Regions from separate parts of the Mus musculus genome. Here regions 1, 2, 3 and 4 are each linked to region 5. Evidence: chromatin contacts called from public Hi-C, HiChIP or PLAC-seq and promoter capture Hi-C data. All regions are on one chromosome and are shown on one strand. Each heading gives the region's core, a stretch centred on a gene start, on an enhancer-like site or on the middle of the called end of the contact. The rest is flanking DNA. Distances are from core to core; before and after follow the strand shown.

Evidence for each region. Hi-C and Micro-C count contacts between places; a contact is called where the count stands out from the background. HiChIP or PLAC-seq counts read pairs in DNA pulled down with a chosen protein or histone mark. Capture Hi-C pulls out chosen DNA fragments and counts their contacts.
Region 1: a contact with region 5 is called in an H3K27ac HiChIP or PLAC-seq map of microglia, with 4 times the contacts expected there. The contact joins two enhancer-like sites. A contact is called at or near these places in 1 of 15 datasets of contacts at CTCF or cohesin (large pre-B cells), 10 of 484 Hi-C or Micro-C datasets (8-cell embryo, embryonic stem cells and nephron progenitors), 2 of 115 datasets of contacts at active chromatin or transcription factors (large pre-B cells and microglia) and 4 of 9 other capture datasets (adipose tissue, embryonic stem cells, liver and 1 more).
Region 2: an H3K27ac HiChIP or PLAC-seq map of the HPC-7 cell line shows a contact between it and region 5, with 8 times the contacts expected there. The contact joins the promoter of Ugt1a6b here to the enhancer-like site in region 5. A contact is called at or near these places in 3 of 39 promoter capture datasets (liver, macrophages and neutrophils), 4 of 484 Hi-C or Micro-C datasets (the G1E-ER4 cell line, embryonic fibroblasts and embryonic stem cells), 2 of 115 datasets of contacts at active chromatin or transcription factors (the HPC-7 cell line and extraembryonic endoderm stem cells) and 2 of 9 other capture datasets (liver and macrophages).
Region 3: a promoter capture Hi-C map of adipose tissue shows a contact between it and region 5. The contact joins two enhancer-like sites. A contact is called at or near these places in 7 of 39 promoter capture datasets (the C10 cell line, the HPC-7 cell line, cranial neural crest and 4 more), 1 of 15 datasets of contacts at CTCF or cohesin (large pre-B cells), 5 of 484 Hi-C or Micro-C datasets (bone marrow-derived macrophages, cortical neurons, double positive thymocytes and 2 more), 2 of 115 datasets of contacts at active chromatin or transcription factors (double positive thymocytes and extraembryonic endoderm stem cells) and 3 of 9 other capture datasets (adipose tissue, liver and pancreatic islet).
Region 4: a Hi-C map of bone marrow-derived macrophages shows a contact between it and region 5, with 19 read pairs. The contact joins two enhancer-like sites. A contact is called at or near these places in 1 of 39 promoter capture datasets (liver), 1 of 484 Hi-C or Micro-C datasets (bone marrow-derived macrophages), 1 of 115 datasets of contacts at active chromatin or transcription factors (intestinal villus epithelium) and 1 of 9 other capture datasets (macrophages).

What each region holds. Positions count from the first base shown.
Region 1 is chr1:87,826,263-87,830,407 of GRCm38.p6, forward strand. It overlaps Sag (S-antigen, retina and pineal gland (arrestin)), which reads left to right. Exons shown (of 16, transcript NM_009118.2): 10 at 2,135-2,207. Among named protein-coding and RNA genes, the nearest start is that of Sag, 25 kb to the left of the region's middle. Within about 2 kb of position 2,174, at least 155 of the 459 cell types and tissues checked have an H3K27ac peak or open chromatin away from gene starts, as enhancers often do. A contact at or near this core is called in adipose tissue and microglia, where this site is marked.
Region 2 is chr1:88,101,128-88,105,077 of GRCm38.p6, forward strand. It overlaps Ugt1a6b (UDP glucuronosyltransferase 1 family, polypeptide A6B), which reads left to right and starts at 2,130. Exons shown (of 6, transcript NM_201410.3): 1 at 2,130-2,251. The region is part of intron 1 of Ugt1a10 (UDP glycosyltransferase 1 family, polypeptide A10); the gene reads left to right. All of the region lies in intron 1 of Ugt1a9 (UDP glucuronosyltransferase 1 family, polypeptide A9), which reads left to right. The region is part of intron 1 of Ugt1a8 (UDP glucuronosyltransferase 1 family, polypeptide A8); the gene reads left to right. It also overlaps Ugt1a7c.
Region 3 is chr1:87,770,685-87,774,932 of GRCm38.p6, forward strand. It overlaps Atg16l1 (autophagy related 16-like 1 (S. cerevisiae)), which reads left to right. Exons shown (of 18, transcript NM_029846.4): 6 at 708-773; 7 at 3,461-3,547; 8 at 4,129-4,185. Among named protein-coding and RNA genes, the nearest start is that of Atg16l1, 17 kb to the left of the region's middle. Within about 2 kb of position 2,802, at least 19 of the 459 cell types and tissues checked have an H3K27ac peak or open chromatin away from gene starts, as enhancers often do. A contact at or near this core is called in adipose tissue, where this site is marked.
Region 4 is chr1:88,125,615-88,129,912 of GRCm38.p6, forward strand. The region is part of intron 1 of Ugt1a10 (UDP glycosyltransferase 1 family, polypeptide A10); the gene reads left to right. All of the region lies in intron 1 of Ugt1a9 (UDP glucuronosyltransferase 1 family, polypeptide A9), which reads left to right. The region is part of intron 1 of Ugt1a8 (UDP glucuronosyltransferase 1 family, polypeptide A8); the gene reads left to right. The region is part of intron 1 of Ugt1a7c (UDP glucuronosyltransferase 1 family, polypeptide A7C); the gene reads left to right. It also overlaps Ugt1a6b and the pseudogene Gm15372. Among named protein-coding and RNA genes, the nearest start is that of Ugt1a6a, 7.0 kb to the right of the region's middle. Within about 2 kb of position 1,262, at least 8 of the 459 cell types and tissues checked have an H3K27ac peak or open chromatin away from gene starts, as enhancers often do. A contact at or near this core is called in bone marrow-derived macrophages, where this site is marked.
Region 5 is chr1:87,958,490-87,962,800 of GRCm38.p6, forward strand. It overlaps Usp40 (ubiquitin specific peptidase 40), which reads right to left. Exons shown (of 32, transcript NM_001198573.1): 23 at 3,935-3,999; 24 at 1,300-1,374. Among named protein-coding and RNA genes, the nearest start is that of Usp40, 48 kb to the right of the region's middle. Within about 2 kb of position 2,407, at least 104 of the 459 cell types and tissues checked have an H3K27ac peak or open chromatin away from gene starts, as enhancers often do. A contact at or near this core is called in the G1E-ER4 cell line, the HPC-7 cell line, adipose tissue and 5 more, where this site is marked.

The sequences.
Region 1 (4,145 bases), core at 924-3,423, 130 kb before region 5:
TACGTGAAATCCCAGTTTTGAAAAAGCTAGAGATGTTGCTCAGTTTGTAGCTTGCTTGCTGGGCATAGGCCAGGTCCTGGGTTCATTCTTCAGTGTATACATATGTGCGTACACGAGTGTGCACATATGTACAAAATAGGGTTTACCCCATGCCAACCAGTTGGTTGTATAGCCCAGTTATCTGCTATCGTTTGAATGTGCTCACTGTATGTTCAAGGGTTTGAAATTTGATCTCCACATTCACATGTTAATGATATTTGCAGGTAAAACTTTGGGAAGTAGCTAAGGTCAGATGGGGTTCTGAGGAAGGGCCTATAATGACACTATAATGACATGAAGTAAAGAGACTTAAATTAGCCATTAAATGTCTCTGCCATTTGAGGTCCTTGGCTATTATGATCAAACAGGAAGGCCCTTATCAGAGGCCAACACCACTTGGGAGTTCCAGCTTCCAGAGCCAGGGGCTAATTAAACCTCTGTGTATTATTCAGCTATAGCAGTGTCAGACATACGTTCCACTTTCCCTGCACGTCCACTGAAGATGAAAGTCAGGAATTGTGTGCATGTATATTAGAGAATCTATGGTTTTTTTTCCTTTTTGTGATTATGAATATTAATCCAGCCTTGTTTTATGTTGGTTTAATTCTCTATGGGCCTGAGTTATTCAGCATATTGTATGCAGTGCCAATGGCTTCCTTGATTGGTGTAGTAGAGTCTATCTGCCCCTTCAGGCTGCTATGGCAAAAACACCATAAACTAGGTGGCTCACACACACTGAGATGTGGGCCTCAAACGTGTGCTCCTCCTACTGCTGCCTCCCTAGTAGTGAGTTGCAGGTGTGTGCCGCTATGGCCAGCTGACAGCACACAGGAAAGTTCAGGATCAGGGCATTGGCAGATTCATCTGACAAGCAGCTCATCCAACAAGCTCCTGGAACCTCCTTGTTAAGGCCACGGAATCCACTCATGAGTGTGCTGTCCCCACAACTCCATCACTTCCCAGAAAGCCCTTCTCTTCACAGTGAATGCTCACTTGGGCTACTGGGATGAGCTGGCAAAAATGCCAGCTTCCCAGCCTGGTGCCATGACTTTGATCTCTGGAACTCATGTAGGGGAAGGAGAGAATGACTTTCCCACAAGTTGTCCTCTGACCTCCCAACAAGTCCTTGACATGTTCGTGGCCTCCTCCAGTGATGCAAATTTTAAAAATAATGTCACCCTGGGGTTGTAATTTCAATTTTGAAAGAACAGAAGCAAACTTTCAGAAACAGCTGCAAAATTGATCATGTATCATTGCATACTTGTATTTGAAATTACTTCTCGGGGCTGGAGAGATGGCTCAGTGGTTAAGAGCACTGGCTACTCTTCTAGAGATCCTGAGTTCAAATACCAGCAACCACATGGTGACTCATAACCATTTCTAATGAGACCAGATGCCCTCTTCTGGTATTTCTGAAGACAGCTACAGTGTACTTATTTATAGTAATAAATAAATCTTTGGGCTGGAATGAGTGGGGCCAGAGTGAGCAGAGGTCCTGAATTCAATTCCCAGCAACCACATGATGGCTCACAACCATCTGTACAACTACAGTGTACTCATATACATAAAATAAATAAATAAAATTTAAAAACAATTTACTTCTCAGCAAAGTGTGTTGGTGCATACTTGTAACCTAGCACTTGGGAGCCTGAGGCAGAGTTGTGAGTTCTAGGCCAGCTTGGGTTACACAGGAAAGCCTTTTTCAAAATAAAAAAAAAATATTTCTCAAAATATATTGGAAAATAATACCAATGACCTTGAAACGGTGAAATTTTCTGAAACAAAACATTAGTAGTTTTCTATAAGTTGGGTACTGTGATGGGAACTTGAAATTGTTTCTCTTAATCCTCAAGCTTGATTTTAAGAGATTATGGGTTTGGAGGAGAGAAGGGTGCTTCCTGGAGCCGAATCTCAGAGCCCGGTGTTTTGGTAACGCAGAGTGAGTCACTGGTATACAGAAATGGCCTGCAACCAGACCTTGAAAAATTGCAGCTTGAAGCCGAGGGCTGAGAAAGCCAGAGTCAAATGGTCCTGTGTGTCTCCTTGAAGGCACGAGGGGCTGCCCTGACCACCCCCTCCTGTCTTCCCTTTGCAGTGGAACAGATAGCCAATGTGGTTCTCTACTCAAGTGACTATTACGTCAAGCCTGTAGCCTCGGAGGAAACACAGTAAGTAGCAGGTGTCTTTCCACTTCCTGGGCGGCAGCCCGCTTTGTCAGCTTCCTCTTCTGAAGAGGGAACTTTGCCTTTTCTGAAAAGAAAGCCTTTGCTTTCTTCCCCCTTTCTCCCATCAAGAGCTATGAAGCAAGGCAGGCTAGGCTATGTGTTTATTTTGCCTCTGGGTCCATCTCTTAGGCTGGGAGAACAGTCTTTATAAACAAGGGACCGGAGGAGAGAAATCTAGAGAGTAAGGTCACTATGGGAACAAGAAGGGCTCTGTGTATCCTTGGAATGTGTTGACAGGAATGAGATGCTCGTCCTGCCCCCAGAAGATGACTAAATGAGCTATTAGCCCAGGCTAGGGCTATGATATGTATGTGTGTGTATATATATATATCTATATCTATCTATATATATATATGCGTATATCTATATATGCATATATCTATATATACATATATATATATATATATATATATACACACACACACACACACACACACGTGTGTGTGTGTGTGTCTGCATGCATGTTTCATTCTCTCTGTCTGTCTGTCTGTCTCCCCCCCAGCTTGACTGTCATGGAAGGGGGCCCTCGGGCTAGAATGATAGCCTTTACTGTAGCAGAATTTGCAGGAAGATTACACCAGATGTGTGTGTGTGTGTGTGTGTGTGTGTGTGTGTGTGTGTGTGTGTGTGTGTATCTCTATACCATTTCCTGTTTCTCATTCAAAACTCTGTGTGCTTTTTGGACCAAATGATCCTCGGGAGAATGGACACCATTCTAGGATTTCCCGGGGGTCGGGGGTGGGCAGAGCAGTCTAGAAATGGGGCCATATCATGTTAGCTTTTTCATTGTTTAGGCACAGGCACGTATCTGAGAAAACAAACTGTCACAGAAATATCTGTTTCCATTCACAGTTTCTATTGATCACAGCAGGGTGGGCGTGGCAGAGCAGAACAGCTCAGGAAACAAGGAATGCAGGCATTAGCAGGATACCCCTGCTCCCCCTTTGATGACAGCCAGGTTTCTAGCCTCTGCAATGGTGGCTCTTGTATCCAGGGCAGCCTTCCCTCTGGGCTAATCTTCTCTGGAAATGTTCTCACAGACACATCCTGAGTTGTTTTCTCTCATCTCCAAGGCCCTTCTCAAAACCATCCCATTACGACTAAATCACATTGGTCTCAATGTAGAAGCCACTCAGAAGGCTGCAAGAGCCCAGCACTGTTCCAGACACATCCAGCAACCAGGGCTCTGGTGGGCAGGGTTCCTCAAACCGGGTCAAACATCCGTTGTAAGCTGCTGCTGACCATGCAGTATGAGATCCTAATGGCCCTGAACACAGCTGTGGGCCTGGCTTCCGCAGGTTCTACTACAGTACAGCCTAGCCCAAAGGCCCTCTTCTGCTAGAGGAGAGAGAGAGAGAGAGAGAGAGAGAGAGAGAGAGAGAGAGAGAGAGAGAGAGAACACCACAACCCAGGTGGTAGGATGTGGCCACCCCTAGCTCAAGCAAAACTTTGCAAGAGTTTCCTGAACTCACTAGAGGCAGGAGAAGCAGAAGCTGCTTTAAACTCCCGGGGGTTGGGGTGCAAACAGGGGCGTCCTTCCCATGGGAGACAGTTCACATGTCCAGATGTCTGGGAACTCATTCAGGAAGTGGTCCTGATGCTGGCTCCCAGCCAGCATTGTTGCAAGCCATACTCTACCTTCTGCCTGCAGCCCAGGCCTGGTTGCTAGGATGTGCACTGCAGAATGAATTGTCCAGCCCAGATACCACTCTGGAATCCCAGGAGTGCTGTGTCTCTAGCCAGGTCCCAGAATTGACCCTCAGAGTGGGGTTCCTTCTGTCTTTCACTCATAGGAAACCCCACAGCCCTCTGCAGGAACCCCAGTAAAGAAAGAGGGGAGCCAAGCTGGGCAGTGATGTTGAATACCTTTAATCTCAGCAG
Region 2 (3,950 bases), core at 880-3,379, 140 kb after region 5:
TTAAACATTAAAAGAACTGTTGGTTTCATCACCAACTTGATACAACCCAGACTCACCTGGATTATCTACTTTGGGTTGGCCTATGGCAGTGTCCATCCGTAGCAGATGGTTCTGCTTGCTGCAATTGATGTAGATCCCACTTGAGAGCGAGAAGCATCATTCCCTGCTTTGGGTCCCTGGACAGCATATGATTAGAGAAAGCTAGCTAAGTCCTAATCATGCACACGTTTATTTTTCTCTGCCCTTGCTTGATGATCTTCTGTCTGCTGTTTCAGGTTCTGCCATCTTACCTTCTCCATAAGGATGGACTAGAATCTGGACTTGCAAGTAAAATAAGCCTGTGTCCGATAAGCTTCTGTTTATCAGAGTATTTTACCACAGCAGCAGAAACAAAACCAGGGAAATTCATGGATTTGGTTTTGCCTTTTTTGTGTTCTGTATTCAGATTTTTTAAGTCTGAAATTGTTCTGTAGGTCTTCTGTCATCTTGTAGGTCCTGGGCCTCTAATTCCTGGGCTTAGGTATCTGAAGGATCTGGAAGGGTGAGTTCTTGAGAAGGGAATTACTCTTCATGGCTGACCTTTCCAGATAGCCCTCAGCTTCTGGAATGAAACTGTCCCCTGTCAACTTTCAGACCTCCTTCCTACTCCAGATGCTAGCTGTTCTTCATTCAATTTGGGGAGCGGCATTATTACCCATACAGGGTGGTTCTATCCCAAGATCTATGCCTTCATTCCACTGGTGTGTGCCCCAAGCCCCATTTGTTGTTCTTCAGAAATCCCTAGGTTAAAGCTGACCTTCCCCTGTATAGGTAGGAAAAATGTAATGCAAGACACCCTGAGCCTGTATCCTCGCCCTTGACTGGACTGAGTCTCCTGCAGCAGTTCTTTAGGGATAAAACATAGAAGTGCCAGGCATGCCACATTCCCTTTTCTGGTGCCCGGTACAGAAACACTCCTGACACCTGCACACCCCTCTCTCTGTGTGTGTGTGTGCGCGCACACACACACACACACACACACACACACACACACACACCAGTCTAAGAAGCAGTAGAGTCAAATCTCATGAACAAAGCTTGCAAGGCACCCTCTGGTGATGCTCTGACAGAACCTTGCTGTCCTCTCCTGCCCTCTTCCTAATTTCAACCTATGACCCCATGGACTTGCTGGAAATAATGAGCCTACCCCTGTCAGTACCCAGGTGAACCTGATGGTTTTCCTAGGAAGGGCCCTGACCTCGGTAAATTGTGTGTCTGTCATAAAGAATCCGAGGCTACATTTCCTCTTGCTTCCCCCAATCCATGCCAGCTTGCTTAAATACATTCTCCAGAAATCTTTTGCTCAGCTGCTCAGCAAGGACATAGGTACAGTGTGCTTCCTTTGTGAGCCTCTGAGGAGTGGTTTCTCATTGCTGTGAGCCAGGTTGGCAGCATCCTCTCTTGTCTCTTTTCATTCTGAGTCAAAAACCCTGATGATGTCCCAGAAGCCAGAGATCTCAAACTGGACCAGTGCCTCAGTGCAATGAACATTTACAAGTGAAGATGTGTGGACAGAGAGACATACTCTGGGATACACTGTGACAGCATTACAGCTTCTACCATGAGATATTTTCTATGCTTTTTGTTTTTGTTTTGCCTGCTTGTTCATGTGTTAAAGGCAAATGGCAGATATGACGGGGATGGTTGATGAGTGGGACTGGGGAGCACAATATGAAACCCACAAAGAATCAACTAAAAGTAAACAAACTAAAAAATAAATAAACATCAACACCCTATCCCCACACTGCTGATGCTCCACTCCAGCTTGGACTGAGTGGAGTCTATTTAAGCCTTAAAGAAAGAACTTTCATCTTGGCTATGTTCCTGCTTGCCTTTTGGGGTGGCCCCTTCAGTCTTGCTTTCCTGAGTCTCAGCTCACTGTGGTGCCAAGATTAAGGCAAGCCCTGGCATGTAGGCTCAAATGTGCATATATGTGACAAGGTCTAGGTGAGCCAGTTTTTTGATGCAAAGAACAACTTCTCCCTGGGCAGCCTGATTTCAACATCCATAACTCCCTGGCCCGCCCTCAGCAGTGATTAACAAACAGAACAAATGTAACCCTCCCTCTTTGGTGGTGGTTAGGAAACCCAGAATTCAGATGCTGGCTGATGGTGGCTGACTGGAAACCGACTTCCAGATTTCTTACTCTTGCTCAAGGGCCCTCATCACGTGCTACCTAGAGGCACAGGTCTCTAACCTTACTATCTGACAGGCAAGTAACAGATTATGTGTGGTGAGAGAGTAATACAGAATTTGAAAGATAAGGGCTTTTGTCTTCCTGTGCAGAGCTTCCCAAATGCCTGTTGATTTCATGAGGGGTGGGAGGGAAACCTGTGCTGTTTGTTTGTGATAAGCTGTTGTACTGTTTTCTTAAAGCTTATGCTTAAGGGGCAACTTTTGGAAAGTTTGTAAGGATGGGGTCTGGAACCAGCTTTGAGATTAGAGGGAAGGGCAGAGAAAGGGATTGAAGTTAGGGTTGATTACTGATCAACGGTAATTTAATCAATCAGCCCATCCCCTGTATTTCATGATGCGGCCCCTATGAAAGCACAGAGGGATTGGGTTGGGGAGCTGCCAGGTTGCTGAAGGTGTGGAGGATAGGTTGCACCAAGAACACAGAGCGGCCATGTCTCTCCCCCAAGCTCTTGGCATTTCTCCACTGCTGTCTTGTTGCACTATGGGTGCTGCTGCTATAATGAACCTCTGACTGAGTGATTTAGTTCTCTGAGTGGTTTGAGCAGAGCTGCTCTGAGGCTGAGTAAAAGAGCCTCTGGTCTGTAGCCAACTCTGCTAAGTGGTTGACTTGACTCATACATGCCTGGTAACACAAGAGCTGTGTGAGTGAAAGTGTGCAGAAGGAAAGGGTCGTTGGTTTTTCCCTTATACACATGTGGAAGGGTCAGCAACCAGCTCCTCCCTCAAAAGGGAGCTGGTTCTGTGCTTGTCTTTCCTGGAGTGACCTTTTACTATTTCATTGAAAATGAGGCACAAGGATAAAATGGACAGGCAGTCCCAATGCAAGTTCACTCACATACAATCTGGTACTCGGAACCTCCTGTATGCTGGACACTGATCTGCATGCTGCAGACTCAATAGAGAGGAACACTGGGTGTGGTAGGGTGGGACATTAGAACACTGATTGGCCACACCTGCACATGCTACTGGTAGTTGGGAGAGAGGCATAAATATACAGAAGGTGAGGATAGCAAGGAAGGGAAGGAGGCCCAGGGCCACATTCTGGGCTGCTGGACCATGGGCTCACTAGGGAAGGTGTCACGGATGGGACACTAGCAGCACTTTAAAGGAAGCAGGTGATCAGAGCTGACATCGTATTTATTATGCATATCATCTAGGGGGAGCTTCTTAGGGATTCTATGGCTATAAAGAGACACCATGACCACAGCAACTTGTAGAAAGGAAAACAGGCAATTGGGGCTGGCTTACATTTGAGAGCTTTAGTCCATTATGGTCGGGGGGTGGGGGGGTGGGAAGCATGGCATCAGGCAGGCAGACATGGTACTGGAGAAAAAGCCAGGAATTCTACATCTGGATTGGCAGGCAGCAGGGAGGGGGAGACACATTGGGCCTTGGCTGGAGCCCCTGAAACCTCAAAGGCCACCACCAGTGACACCTTTCCTCCAACAAGGCCACATCTACTCCAAGGCCATGCCTCCTAACTTTTTAAATAGTGCTACTTCCTATTAGCCCACAGGGGCCATTTTCATTTAAACCACCAAAGGGAGGGCTTGAAAGCTGCAGCCCTCTGCTCACATCAGCCCTGAGCTCTGCCTTCCCTGGAACATGCTTATCATATGTGCTCCAGGTCGCTCTCACTCTCCAGAGTTCTGTCATTTCAGAGAGAGCAATGCTATGCATCAATAAGAAAGGCTTGGGCCATAGGTGGGAAAGTT
Region 3 (4,248 bases), core at 1,552-4,051, 190 kb before region 5:
TAGACTTAAGCGTCTGCAGACTGTGATAGTCACTGCATTTCTTCTTGTTTTTGTTTTGTGGCTGGGTTAATAAGATAGTTTACTACAGGAAGCTAAGTCAGCCATAACTAGCCCTGGGATCAGCTTGAAGCACTTTTTTGTCCTAAGCAGCCATGGTTCTTTGCAGGCCGGTTTTCTTTTGTGTGAGAGAGAGCTCTTGCCACAGTTTACAGGTAGCTCCCACAAGGGATCTAACTTTGGTCATTATAGGCTTTTAACTGGCCCTGGAGCCTTTTTATAGTGGGGGAGCTCGTCAGTATTTAGGGTGGGTATTTGGGTGTCTTTGGCCATACTAACTGTCATTTGAAAAGGCTTACACATTCCTTGGTGTGGGGAGGGGCGTGCGTCCATGCAGATGTACTGTGCTGTGACTTGCTCGCTGATCCTGAAGTTAGTGGCACTGAACACAAGGCCCAGAGATCCCGTCTGTTCTCCCACAGGGGTTGTAGGCATGCGTCATGCTGGGCCTTTTCTGTAGATGCTGGAATCTGAGCTCAGATCCTCCTGCTTGTGGCACTGAGCACTCTTCCACTGAGCCACCTCTTCAGTCCTGAACTGAATATTCAAATATGCCTTCAGAACTGAAACTTTGTTGAAAGTAAAACATGTCGCTTTCATAAGCGGGCACAATTTTACGTTTCGCATGTTCATTTCATTTTTGCAAACAGGAGGCGTCAAGCACGGCTGCAGAAGGAGCTTGCAGAAGCAGCAAAGGAACCTCTACCTGTTGAACAGTGAGTATAGAGAAATTACTCAGGTCTATGTTCTTAATGATTTTTTTATGGTTTTATTTCTTTAAAAGCTAAAAAGATATTTTATTTTACTATGGGGAGGTTTTAGGGATTGGAACTACAGCCACAGCTCAAAGTTAAAATATTAAAGGCAGAAAAGAAAAATATATTATCACCACTGAACAGGCAGTCAGCACATGGCCATTTCAGTTAATTTCACTCTGGTGGCTTCTTGCTGCACTTAGAAATAATGTACTGAACATGGTCTTTGACAGTATTTAAAATCAGTTACTTGGGATAAAATTTTAAAGTAATATGTGTTGGCTTAGGACTTTTGGATATTTCCCCAAATTACTTTCTAAGAAATTTTCCTTGTTGACAGCAGTCAGCTGTTCATGACTAACTTCCTGCACACAGAGCCGCCTTACGGTTTCTGTGGACACTCGGATCATTGGCCTTTCTCTTATCAGATGATTACATGATCATGTAATCTGTGCTGTGCTATCAGTCTCTTACTCTCTTGGTCTGTCACCTTAGTGGAAGTTTGTCCAGTTTTTTTAAGCATAAGTGAGGTCAGTGATCTCTGCAAAAAGAAATGAAATTGAATCAGCTCTCCCTAGTCCACCTGCTAATGAAGATGGAGAGCCTGGCACTGGAAGGTCTGTTAAGTGGTGGGTGTTTCAGTAATCGTCCTCTCTGCTCTGATTCAGGATGGGTTTTCTGCTGGAATATCTTAGCTTCAGACCTACTGTTACGTAAACGTGTATTGGCTCCTGGGCTGAGAGGTCTCAGCAGTTTAAAATGCTTGTTCTTGCTGAGTGCCCACATGGTGGCTCACAGCCATCTCTCTATCTCCAGCTATAAGACCCAGTGCCCTCTTCTGACCTCCTACATACATACATGCAGGCTAAACATACATAAGTAAACTTACATTTTTAAAAAATAGAATTTTTATTGCTTTCTTTTAAGTGAAGAGGAGTGGTTTAAACCCGAGCTGTCCACCCATACACCCCCTCCTTGAAGAAATGAAAGTTGTTCTGCTAAACCTTTGCTCTAGAAGGAGAGAACATGAATGTGTGTGTCTCCTGACCTCAATGGAGAAAACTGGTCTTGGTGTATTTTTTCATACCCACAAAGTAAATAAATGGGTTGCTCTTGCGCGTGCTCGATTGGCCAGGAAGAACAACGCTGCAACAGGATCCTTCTGCACACATTTATTGGGAGAGCTTGATTGTAGAGGCGAAAAGACCCCGAGCCCAGAACTGGTGCTGCTTTTATAGGCCTAGGAGAGGCGTGTCTTACACCCGGATTGGTTATGTACTACGCCTCATTTGCATGTTCCTCATCTGATTGGCTACTCTCTCTCAGTACCTCACAGAACCTCATTATCATACCTCATTTGCATGTCTCACATCTGATTGGTTACTCTCTCAGTAGCTTACAGAACCTCATTATCATACCTCATTTGCATGTCTCACATCTGATTGGTTATACTCTCAGTACCTTACAGAACCTCATTATCATGCCCGGGCCAGGCAGTGTCTTTGCAAAAAACTTTACTGCATATGTACACATTGGTTGTTTGTCCAAACTTATGCGTGGTGGCCAGCAGTAGTCAGTGCCACTCTGCAACGGCACATGTGGCTTCCCACAGGTTGCCTAAAAATGAGATTTGGTTACTTTAAAAAGAAAAACAAGAAAAAAAGGTAGTGTCATGTCTTGCCTCTTGTTTGCCAATGTAACCAGGTGACTAGATGAAAAGGATCCAGCATCCTGCCCAGGACTCCACATAGAGAGCTTGTGCTGAAATGCAAATCTGGGAGGGCCTGCTAAAGAGGCTTCCCTAGTCTGTGTGCTCCTCAGGGCTGTGCCAGTGTGGGTTGGAAACATGCACGTTTTGGGCTAGAGGTGATGACTTGGCAGGTCCTGGTATTTTCTGGGGTGTTGAAACCCCATCAGAGCATGACTGTAGACTCAGCTCCTCTTGCCGTCTTTCTCCTTTGACTCTCAAACTCTAGGTCTAGGAAAGCCAGCCAAGTAGGAAACCAGGCACAGCCATGTTCTTTATTCTCTTCTCTACCCCAGCCAAGAGTGTGAGGCAGTTCTGTGTAATCCTAGAGTAAATAAGGGAAAAATCAATTTACTTGGCCTTGGTGTAACAGGTTCTTAAGTATATATGCTCATTATCCAGACAGTCACTGAAAGGAAAAACAAATCTAGCCTTCACATTCCTAAGCCTCCAAACAGGAAGTGGTGGTGATCTCTTAATTTATTAAGCTATTTTGCTCATGAAGATTGCAACACAAGTGATCATTAATATCAAAATAATTGCTTGCCTCCCATACCATCAGGAAAGAATTGACCTACAAGAATATGTAGGGAGAGGAATTCCAGAGGTGCCTGGCATCCGCTGGGATAAAGGAGCATGGGTATCACAGGAAGTGTGCAGACTCTAGCCATCAGAAGCACACACGTTTAGGTTTTGCTTTGGGAAATTCTTTATTCTCATTTGGCACTGTTGGTTTTGAGTAGGTACAACCGTTAGTTTCTCACATCGTGGAGTTCCCTTTTCTTCTTCACCATCACTTTGCAACCAAGTCTCCAGAGAGAATCCATCAATAGAATGTGGTACTGGCCTTTGCACACCTCCTGTTTGGCACAATGACAGATGCTCTTTCATTTCTTTCCAGGGATGATGACATTGAAGTCATTGTGGATGAGACCTCAGACCACACAGAAGAGACCTCTCCCGTCCGAGCTGTCAGCAGAGCAGCTACGTGAGTGGACTGGCTGGGTGGGCGAAAGGCAAGCGCCAGCATCACTGTGACTGCTCATTTGTGGACATGAGAACCTAGTCATATGTACCCAGAGCCCCCACGCCCTGTCCACCCCACAGAGAGGAGAGTGGAAGGGAGACAGGGTACCAGTGGCCTAACATTTCTAACACAAACAGGTACAATGGCCTTCTGAGAGATGAGTGAACCGTTAAACTTTATTATACATAGTGATGAGAGCCTAGGACACAAGGACAGATACTTAGGGTCTTGTTAAAGTAGAGCTGAAAGAATGCATTGGATTTACCATGAGTACCCAGAAGTGTTTAGGTATGTTAGACAGATTCCTTGTCATTTGCAGGAAGATCAGGTTAATCCTGAGAGCCTTTTGTTTCTTTAAGACAGTAGGCTGGGTTTTCCTTCTCCCTCCTTACTATTTCCTGGTGGTTCAAATGCTGTGTTGAGTTTGTCTTGGCTGGGATTTGGGAATGGAAAGTGTATTCCCAGGTACTTATTTTTAGGGGCTGTTTTGATTTGGGGCAAAATGTTTCTAAGGTTTAAACCTATCCTCCCCTCCTCTTTAGTAAGCGACTCTCGCAGCCTGCTGGAGGCCTTCTGGATTCTATCACTAATATCTTTGGGTAGGTTAGAAGACCTTCACCTTTCCTTTTGAAAATGTGTAAATATTCCTAAGCATATGTATG
Region 4 (4,298 bases), core at 12-2,511, 170 kb after region 5:
ATTTCTGAATATTAGCAACTCCAGTGTCAGGACTTTCAAATTCAAGTGTTGTTCTCCTGTCCTGGCAAAATGAGGCAGGAGATGGGAGTGATTACACAAATGCAAGCAGAACCCACAAGATCTACAAGATGTTGTGCCCAGCACCAGGAAGAGTACACTAAACAGAAGTAAAAATAGCTTCAGAGTGGATGTGGAGGCCAGGCAGTAATGGAGGCCTGGAGGGAAATTAAAATGATACATCCCCGTGTAGACCTGTCTAATAGTTTCTTAGCAGTGAGTACTAGAACTTCCTCCTGAGCTAGCAGCCTTAATCCCAGTTGAAGGACTTGAGATCAATTACTGAGAGGACCCTGCATGTGGTGCTGATGGCAGCACTGTTCAAAGTAGCCACAAGGTGGAAGCAACCCTGCAGATGCTGAAGTGCCATGGGAGACAGAGCCATTGCTCTGTGGAGAAGGTCCCTGGGCTACTGAGGGCATCACCGGAGAGCTCTCTCTGCTTCTTCATAGAGAATGTCTGCCTATGGCTTCCAGTGACTCAGAGGGGATTTTGTAAGGAGGTTGATGTCACCTTCCTTCCCGTCCCTGGATTGGTCTGTGAAGATGGTTGTCAGCCTAGCGTCAGCAAGGCAGATGAAAGAGTGTTTGAAAATGGAACAAGAATCCCACTGTGTGCACAGAGACAGCAGCCCTGCTCTCTGGCAGAGTTGATTCTCTGTGTCTTGGGAAGAGGGGCATCTTCAGGACCCTTCCCTTGAAGCTTGAAAGCAGAGGCCATAAATCCCTTTGGAACACAGTCTGGTAACCTGCAGAAAGTGTCCAGATTTTGCTTTGAGACCAATCCTAGAAATATAAGCTTCTTTGAAACTTGCTTCCTTTTGTATAATTGGACTCCTTAGGGTCTAGTATATTTCCTCATAACAATTTCTAAGCTCACATTGTTTGATTATGCTCATGAAGAAGCTCTCAAAAACAAGTATATTTGTTTTCTTAATAATTCTTGCTCATTTATTAACATTCTCCCAAGTCAATCAGTGTCTAGGACTGTTTGAGGGTACATGCACTCCTGAGTGGGTAGATATTTCTTTCCACTACACATCCTCTGCTGTGTTAGGCGAGCACAGATCTCAGCAGCTGGATTGCCATGGGCTGTGCTTCTCTCATGGCTCCTGCAGCCTTTCCAACCTCCCTTCCTCTCTGTCTGGTCCTGGCCTCTGACTTTGCCCAGGCAGGCAGGCTGCTGGTGGTGCCCTTGGATGGGAGGTAGTGGTTCACCATGCAGATGGTTGTGGAGAAACTAATTCACAGAGGGCATGAGGTGGTGGTAGTCATCCCAGAGGTGAGTTGGCAGCTGGGCAAATCCCTAAATTGTACAATGAAAACATATGCAGTCTCTCAGACTCTCAAGGATTTTAACCGGGTGTTTACTGAATCTCAATGGAAAATCCAAGAAGAGGGAACACTTCTCTACTGAAGAGTCCAGCCAAAGGTTTCTTTGAACTCTTATTTTCACACTGTAGGAGTTTGTTTAACGTCAAGAAGTTAGTGGAGTACTTTAAGCAGACTTCTTTTAATGTTGTGTTTTTTGATCCTTTTAATGTCTTTGGTTTAATTGTAGTCAAGTCTTTCTCTCTCCCATCCGTGGTCTTAAGCAGAGGAATATTTTGTTAATATCTTGAAGATGGCACCCAGTGTCACAGTCCTCCCTCTTTTGTCCACAGAGCTCTCTTGAAATACACAGACACCATGATTTTCAAGGAGAAAAATAAGTGACCTTTAAATGGGGGAGCATGCATTTTGTCATACTTTTTTCAAAAGTGCTGCAGATATTGCCTGTGGCGTTCTCCAGACACGAGTGAGTATGACAGACCTCTTCAGCCCAGTGTCCTTTTGGTTGTTAGGCAGAGACTTTGTCTTGGAGTTCCCCAGACCCATGATGCCCAATGTGATCTATGTTGGTGGGATCAACTGCCACCAGGGAAAGCCACTTTCCAAGGTACACCATCTTCCCTTTAGCACATGATGAGGTAGACTTTGGATGATGAAGTTATTCCTTGCTGGATGGTGGTTTGGCATTTATGTTCTTTTTCAGTTCTTTTGATGGATTACTTTTAACCATTCACACTTAACTGTGCGTTTGTGCAGCTGATAAATCTTGCCTATGGATGTGTGTATACCGCTGACATTCTCATTTATAATCACCAGCCGGAGTTGCTTTTGGCAAAAGAGTGAGAGACACAGTAAGAAATGAAGGGTCACTTTGCTTATTCTTGTCCTCTCCCTCTTTCTGTGGAGCTGCTTCAGTCTGTGACATCTGCTTCCTTAGCTAGTTGGGCCATTTGCATTTCCTCCATGGGAAATTACACACTCACATCTTTAATCAAAGTTAGCAACGACCCTGTCTCATCGGGGATAGTAACACTCAGACTTTCATGTATGTGCAGCATGCTTTTTAGGGCTTTTTGTTTGTTGGTTGGTTCCTTGTTGATTCTTTTCTGGCTGTTTTCTTTTGATCTACATGGTTTTTATTTGTGGGAGTCTAAATTGGTTAACTTGCCTTTTGCTTTGAATGGCAGCTTTTTCTTACAATTTTTAGATTTCAACGTGTTTTGCTTTCTGTGGATCTCAACTATATGAATGGTTTCATCACTTATGCTGTGTGGGTGTTTAAATTCCTATAACGGTGATTATATATTTTGTTCACTTTTTTTTACTTTTTCAAACAGAATAGAATTACATCATGACTCCCCTCCTATCTTCTCTCCTACCCTACCTGTGTTTTCCCACTCTCAATCTGATAGCCTCTTCTCCTTTGATAATTATTGTTACATATGTGTGTGTGTTTCACAAAAGTGCAGGTATAGGCTGCTGAGTCTGTTTTTGTTGTTTGTGTGTATTTGGTATCAGGGCTGAACACTTGGTATTGGACAGTCAATAAAGGACTTGTGCCTAGGAGAGGCCAACTCTCCCAGTAGCCTGTAGTTCTTTGCCTAGGGGTGAGACCCTGAGAAAATTTTCCGCCTTCCACACTGGCATAGCCATTGTTAGTGCCATTGTTCTGGTTTCATTTTTGCAGAGACAGGGTCACCACAGACTTCCTGGTGTTCTGACTGTTACTGCCTTTGTTACCCCTCTTCCCCAGTGGGCAGGAGCTGTGATGTGGATGTACCCATCCCAGAAGAGTTTTTCACTGTCTATGGCAAGCCCGTGCATGGTGTTGGGAAAGGAAAACATCTGTGCTAATTATCTCCCCTGCCCAGTGCCTTGGAAGCAGAGGCCACCCATCCTTTGTGAGCAAAGGGTCTGGTTGTCTGAAGAGGCTTGTTCCCACTTTGCTTTGAGACCAGTTTTAGAAATGCAAAGGTGTTTGTTTGTTTGTTTGTTTGTTAATTCACTTTCTGCTGTTTTTGGAATCCTTGGTGTCTCACACATTTCTTCACAATGGTTTGTAAATTGCCCTATGGCACATTGCCCATCTCCATCCAGTGTTAATAGTTTAAGCTTTTCTTATATGTAAACATATAAGTAGGTATCCCAATGAGAACTGCTCATTTCTTATTTCCCTTATCGGTACCCACTGTCTGCGAGAGTTCCCTGATGTCTTGTGAGTCCATGCCCTCCACAAGAGAAGGTTTGATCTTCCAGGATGAATCAGAGCAGCAAAGACCCAAGGCTGGATTGCCTAAGGCCTTCCTCCTCTGACAGCTCCTGGAGGGTTTCCAGCCTCCCTTTCTCTCTCTCCCTTTCTCTCTCTCCCTTTCTCTCTCTCCCTTTCTCTCTCCCTTTCTCTCTCTCTCTCTCTCTCTCTCTCTCTCTCTCTCTCTCTCTCTCTCTCTCTTTCTCTCTCTCTCTCTCTCCCTTTCTCTCTCTCTTCCTTTCTCTCTCTCTCCCTTTCTTTCTCTCTCTCCCTTTCTCTCTCTCTCTCTCTCCCTCTCTCTCTCTCTCTCTCTCTCTCTCTCTCTCTCTCTCTCTCTCTGTATTTATGTGTCTGCTGCTGGCCTCTGGCTTTGCCCAGGCAGGCAGGCTGATGCTGGTGCCCATAGATGACTATCACTGGTTTACCATGCAGAGAAACTCAGCCACAGAGGGCATGAGTGGTGGGGGTCATGCCAGAGGTGAGTTGGCACCTGGTGTAATCTCTGAATTCGATGGTAAAGTCTTAGTCATTGTCTCACACTCAGGAGGATCTGAACCTCAAATTGAAGATTGTCATTGACAAGGAAAGTTACAGGAGAACATTACTTTCCCTATTCATGAGTCCACTGAATGGAGTTTTGAGGGTAACATTCTTGGCGAGTG
Region 5 (4,311 bases), core at 1,157-3,656:
TTAAAAACGAATAAAGAAAAGCAGTGATGTGGAACGCTTGTTAAAAAAAAAAGCATCACAACAGGCTGGGCAGAGGCTCAGGATAAGGTGCTTGCTGCAAGTCTGACTTGAGTTTGGACGCTAGCGCCTATGCAGACAGACAAGCCACCCCTGACAAGCTGACTGGCCAGCCTAGCTGAATTGACCAGCTTCAAGTTCAATGAGAGATGATGCCTCAGTATATACAGTGAAAAGGATAATAACTGACATCAACTGTAGGCTTCAATATGCATGTGAACACACATGTCCCCCACATGTGTCCACAAACATACAAACACTCCCCAATGTGCATCACATGCACACGCATGCACGCACGCACGCGCACACACACACGGACACACAAGGACATAGTAAAATGAGCCCTTTCACTTTCTAAGAGGACTGTCATTTGGAATGTGTCAGGAAAACACACAATACAGACTAAAAAGGTCTTTTAAAAACATATTTACCTTTTAATAATCCTACTTTAGAGAATTTAAGTACTAAATTCTAATTATGGATCAGTATTTTTTAGGCAAAAAGATAAAACAAAATGTTAGCATTGACAGCAGCCCACAATTGTAACTCCAGTTTCAGGAGATCTGGCGCTCTCTTCTAGCCTCTGTGAGTAATAGGCACACACATGGTATCCAGCCATACATACAGGCAAATACCCATACACAAAAAATAAATAAAATAAACATTTTAAAAAAACAAAAACTAAAAACAAGATGAATTTATAATACTGAAAATATAAGAAATTAAAGAGCAGTAAATTATTAGTTTTGATGTAATGGTAATTTCTGGACTTCTGATGGGGTTAAAATATTAAATATAAAGCCTGGTATGGTGGACCCTTTTTAAGCCCAGCACTCAGGAGGCAGAGGCGGGTGGATTTCTTTGGGTTCAAGGCCAGCCTGGTCTATTCAGCAAGTTCCAGGCCAGCCAAGAGTATATAGTGAAAACCCGTCTCAAAAATAAGTTAAATATAAAAATGGAAGACATAACATTCTCTATATCACTGATTTTAAATATAATTTTAATTTAATCACATATATATATATATAATATATAATGATTTTAATTATATTTTACGTATAGCTATTTTAATTTTATTTAGAAATTAGGAAGGAAATCTGCTTGACTGATAAGCTTTTTTGCAAAGCTGTCTATTTTTTTTTTTTTTGTAATGACTGCCTATATTTTCTCATTCCCTATTATCATAGTAATCAGAAAACAGTAACTTACTTACAAAACGGCCATTTAGAAACAGTATCTTACCGGAGGAGGAAGTTTCCCTTCAGTTAAAAGCAAAGTATCCCCAGAACGTATCATAAGCTCTTTCAGTGTTGCATCCTGGGAACACAGAAATTCTTTTTGTCACTTCTGAAATGAACAAAGAGACCATTGGATCTTTAAAAGTTTTATACTTCTATTATCTTCTCAAGAGATAAACAACCAAGCAGACACTGAAGACAAAGGAGATAAAACTAAGACTATGAATCAGAATACCATTATGTCTTAAGCTATGGGCACAGAACAGAAGAGCCACAAAGGATCTGAGGAAAGAGACAACAATTTGTGGAATGTAAGATGTCAGTGATTCTTGGAAAAAATGGCTGGGTTTGGAAACTAGAGGAAATAAGATAAAGAACTTTGTCAGGGGATAGGAGTTGGGGGTGGAGATAAAAAGAGGAACAAAGGGAAAGTCAGGGCTGACAACAGTCAAGAGCTGAGAGGCAGGAAGGCCCGAGTGCACAGCATCGGGTGGCAGGCAGCTGGACGTGAAGCACGGCAGAGAGTGAGCACTGCCTGGGGTGCAGGACAGAAATGACCACTGAAGATGGTTTGGGCTATGTATGAGGGGCTATGTGGGGACCACTTGCCAGGCCAGGAAAGCTGAGAAGTAATTTAGTTCAGAGGAAACAGCTCTCAAGGTCAAGCAGTGCGTGGTACTCTGGCAGTAGAAAGGGGCAAGGAGAGTAGAAAGGCCAGGACCAAATCTAAGAAAGACAAAGAAGAGACTGCCAAGTTTGAAAGGGACTTCAGCTTTGAAAACTATGAGCTTTGAGATGAACTGTCTAATACTGATTTGGGGACTGATTATGAAGAAAATACCCAGGCATGGTGGTGGATGCCTGTAATCCCAGCACTTGAAAGGCAGAGACAGGAGGGAGGAAGTCTGAGGCCAGCATCAGTTTGTTGTAATAGCCTGTCTCTGGAAAAACAGACAGTTGTGGGGCAAGTTGTGTCACCAGACAAAAATTGGAATGGTTGAGCAGATTCAGAAATCCTTACTTCTCGTATCTGAGAATGGTATACACGCCATTTACTCTCAAACCTGGCTACTGTACTGGAACATGTGACCGTGACACCGCACATGAGGATTGTGACCACTAGTCACTTAGCACAGAACAGAGTTCTCCATGCTAATGAGTTATCTAGATGGGCCAGCCAATAAGCTTCCCCTCCCAGACACCCCCTTTAATCTCTGGCCCACCCTGACTAAGTCATAGGGACCAATTTTCCAAGATGAACAATGAATAAACAGTTTGGAAAAAGACTGCCTCTCTCATCAAGAACTGCTGTGGGGGAAGCCTTCATCATACAGAACCATGCTGCTTAAGTCTCCTGCAGAAGGCTCCTTCTGCCCTTCGGACACAAAACTCACCCCTGAGCTAAGCTGGAGTTTTCCCCACTCCCATGGCCAGCCTGGGTGGCCCCCTCATTCCCAACTCTATATGGTTCCTAGTGGTGACTGGACACTGGGAGTTTGTGAAACCCTGCCTTCTTCACCTCAGCCTGTGCTGTTTCTCACTTGGGCCCCACATCTTAAGCTGCCTTCTGCCTTCTGCTTCCCCCAATGTAGCCTAGTTCCCTCCTGTTTTGTCTGCCGGAGTGGTATTTACAGACCCCAACTGTGGGGTAGAACTCGGACCCACAGACTACTAAGAGGCTACCTAATTTTAACACCTCAGAATTCTCTGAGACCTGCTTCTTACTCTCTTGGGTGCTCAGTGGACTTTACTGACTGGTAAAGTGTCTCAGTGCAAGCCCAGTTGTGCCTTTTTAAAAACATAAACCACTGCTGATCCCTAGACAGACAGGGGGAAGGCACACAGGGCCAGTGTGCTGACTCCAAGACAGCAGGAATGTAGGCGGGGAAGAGTGCTGACCACAGCTATCTAAGATGCCAGAGCTTCATTTGGCTACCTGCTGAGTGTAGATAAGGAGGTCTGATGCAATTTAAGACCAACCAACAGACTACATGGATTCCAACTGCTTAGACAGAATCTTTCCTGCTGCTGGACCATGTAGAGACATTTACTTACAGAAACATTTGTGATCAAAGTATTTGGAGGTTGGAGTTCAAATGTCTTCAAAAGCTTTCCGGCATCCTTGTGCCATCTGCTCTCTGAAATTCTCTGCTTGTTGAACTACTACTCAAGCTTTCCTGCCCACCAGAGGGGTTTGCCACTCATGTCAGACTGTTCCTACCTAGCCCACACTTGCCATTTATCAGAAAACCAGTGGGAAAAAGTGAACATAAATAGACACATTTATAGAGTTTTTTTGTATGCTAAGAAAGAATAAAACTTTTCTTTATTTTAGAATTGCTCCTACAATGGGAAGAGGGAATTGTGTATGAAACTATGGAATAAGCTTAACCATTTTTTAAGAGTAAAATGTAGAAGGGATGGGCTGGCAAGATGGCTCAGTGGGTAGGGGAGCTTGCTACCAAGCCAGGAGAACTTGGACCCACAACATAAAGGCAGAATGAGAGAACTGACTGCATGAAGTTGTCCTTTAGACACCACATGCCTGCTAGGCACATGTGGCATGTTCCCCCTCCCCATCACACACACAATATAGTAATAAGGTAAAATATTTGGAAAACGTAGAGAAAGGCTCTTACCTCTTCACATAAAGGTTCACCAGCTTCATAGCACCAATCCATTTTCCTTAAGTGCCAAATCTCTCCTAGGAAGGAATTAGCAGCAAGATGAAGAACACTAGAGAAGACACTATAAGAGTTTGCCAGGAACCAACTCCTAGAGACACAGGTATGAAGTGAGGCTCCATCTAGTAGCACACGGTCATTTCTGTCTGAAAATTATGTCCTCCACAATATGAAAAATATTAAGTTGGTTCTTCAATCTGTTTAGTTTGCTTTTTTCCCAGCAAAAACTTGTGAAGCAAAACCATATACTCACTGGGGATGTAGCCCAGGAGCAATACCTACCTGTTTTGAGCAAGCTCCTGAGTCCACACACACAGCCTAGCTGAGCACAA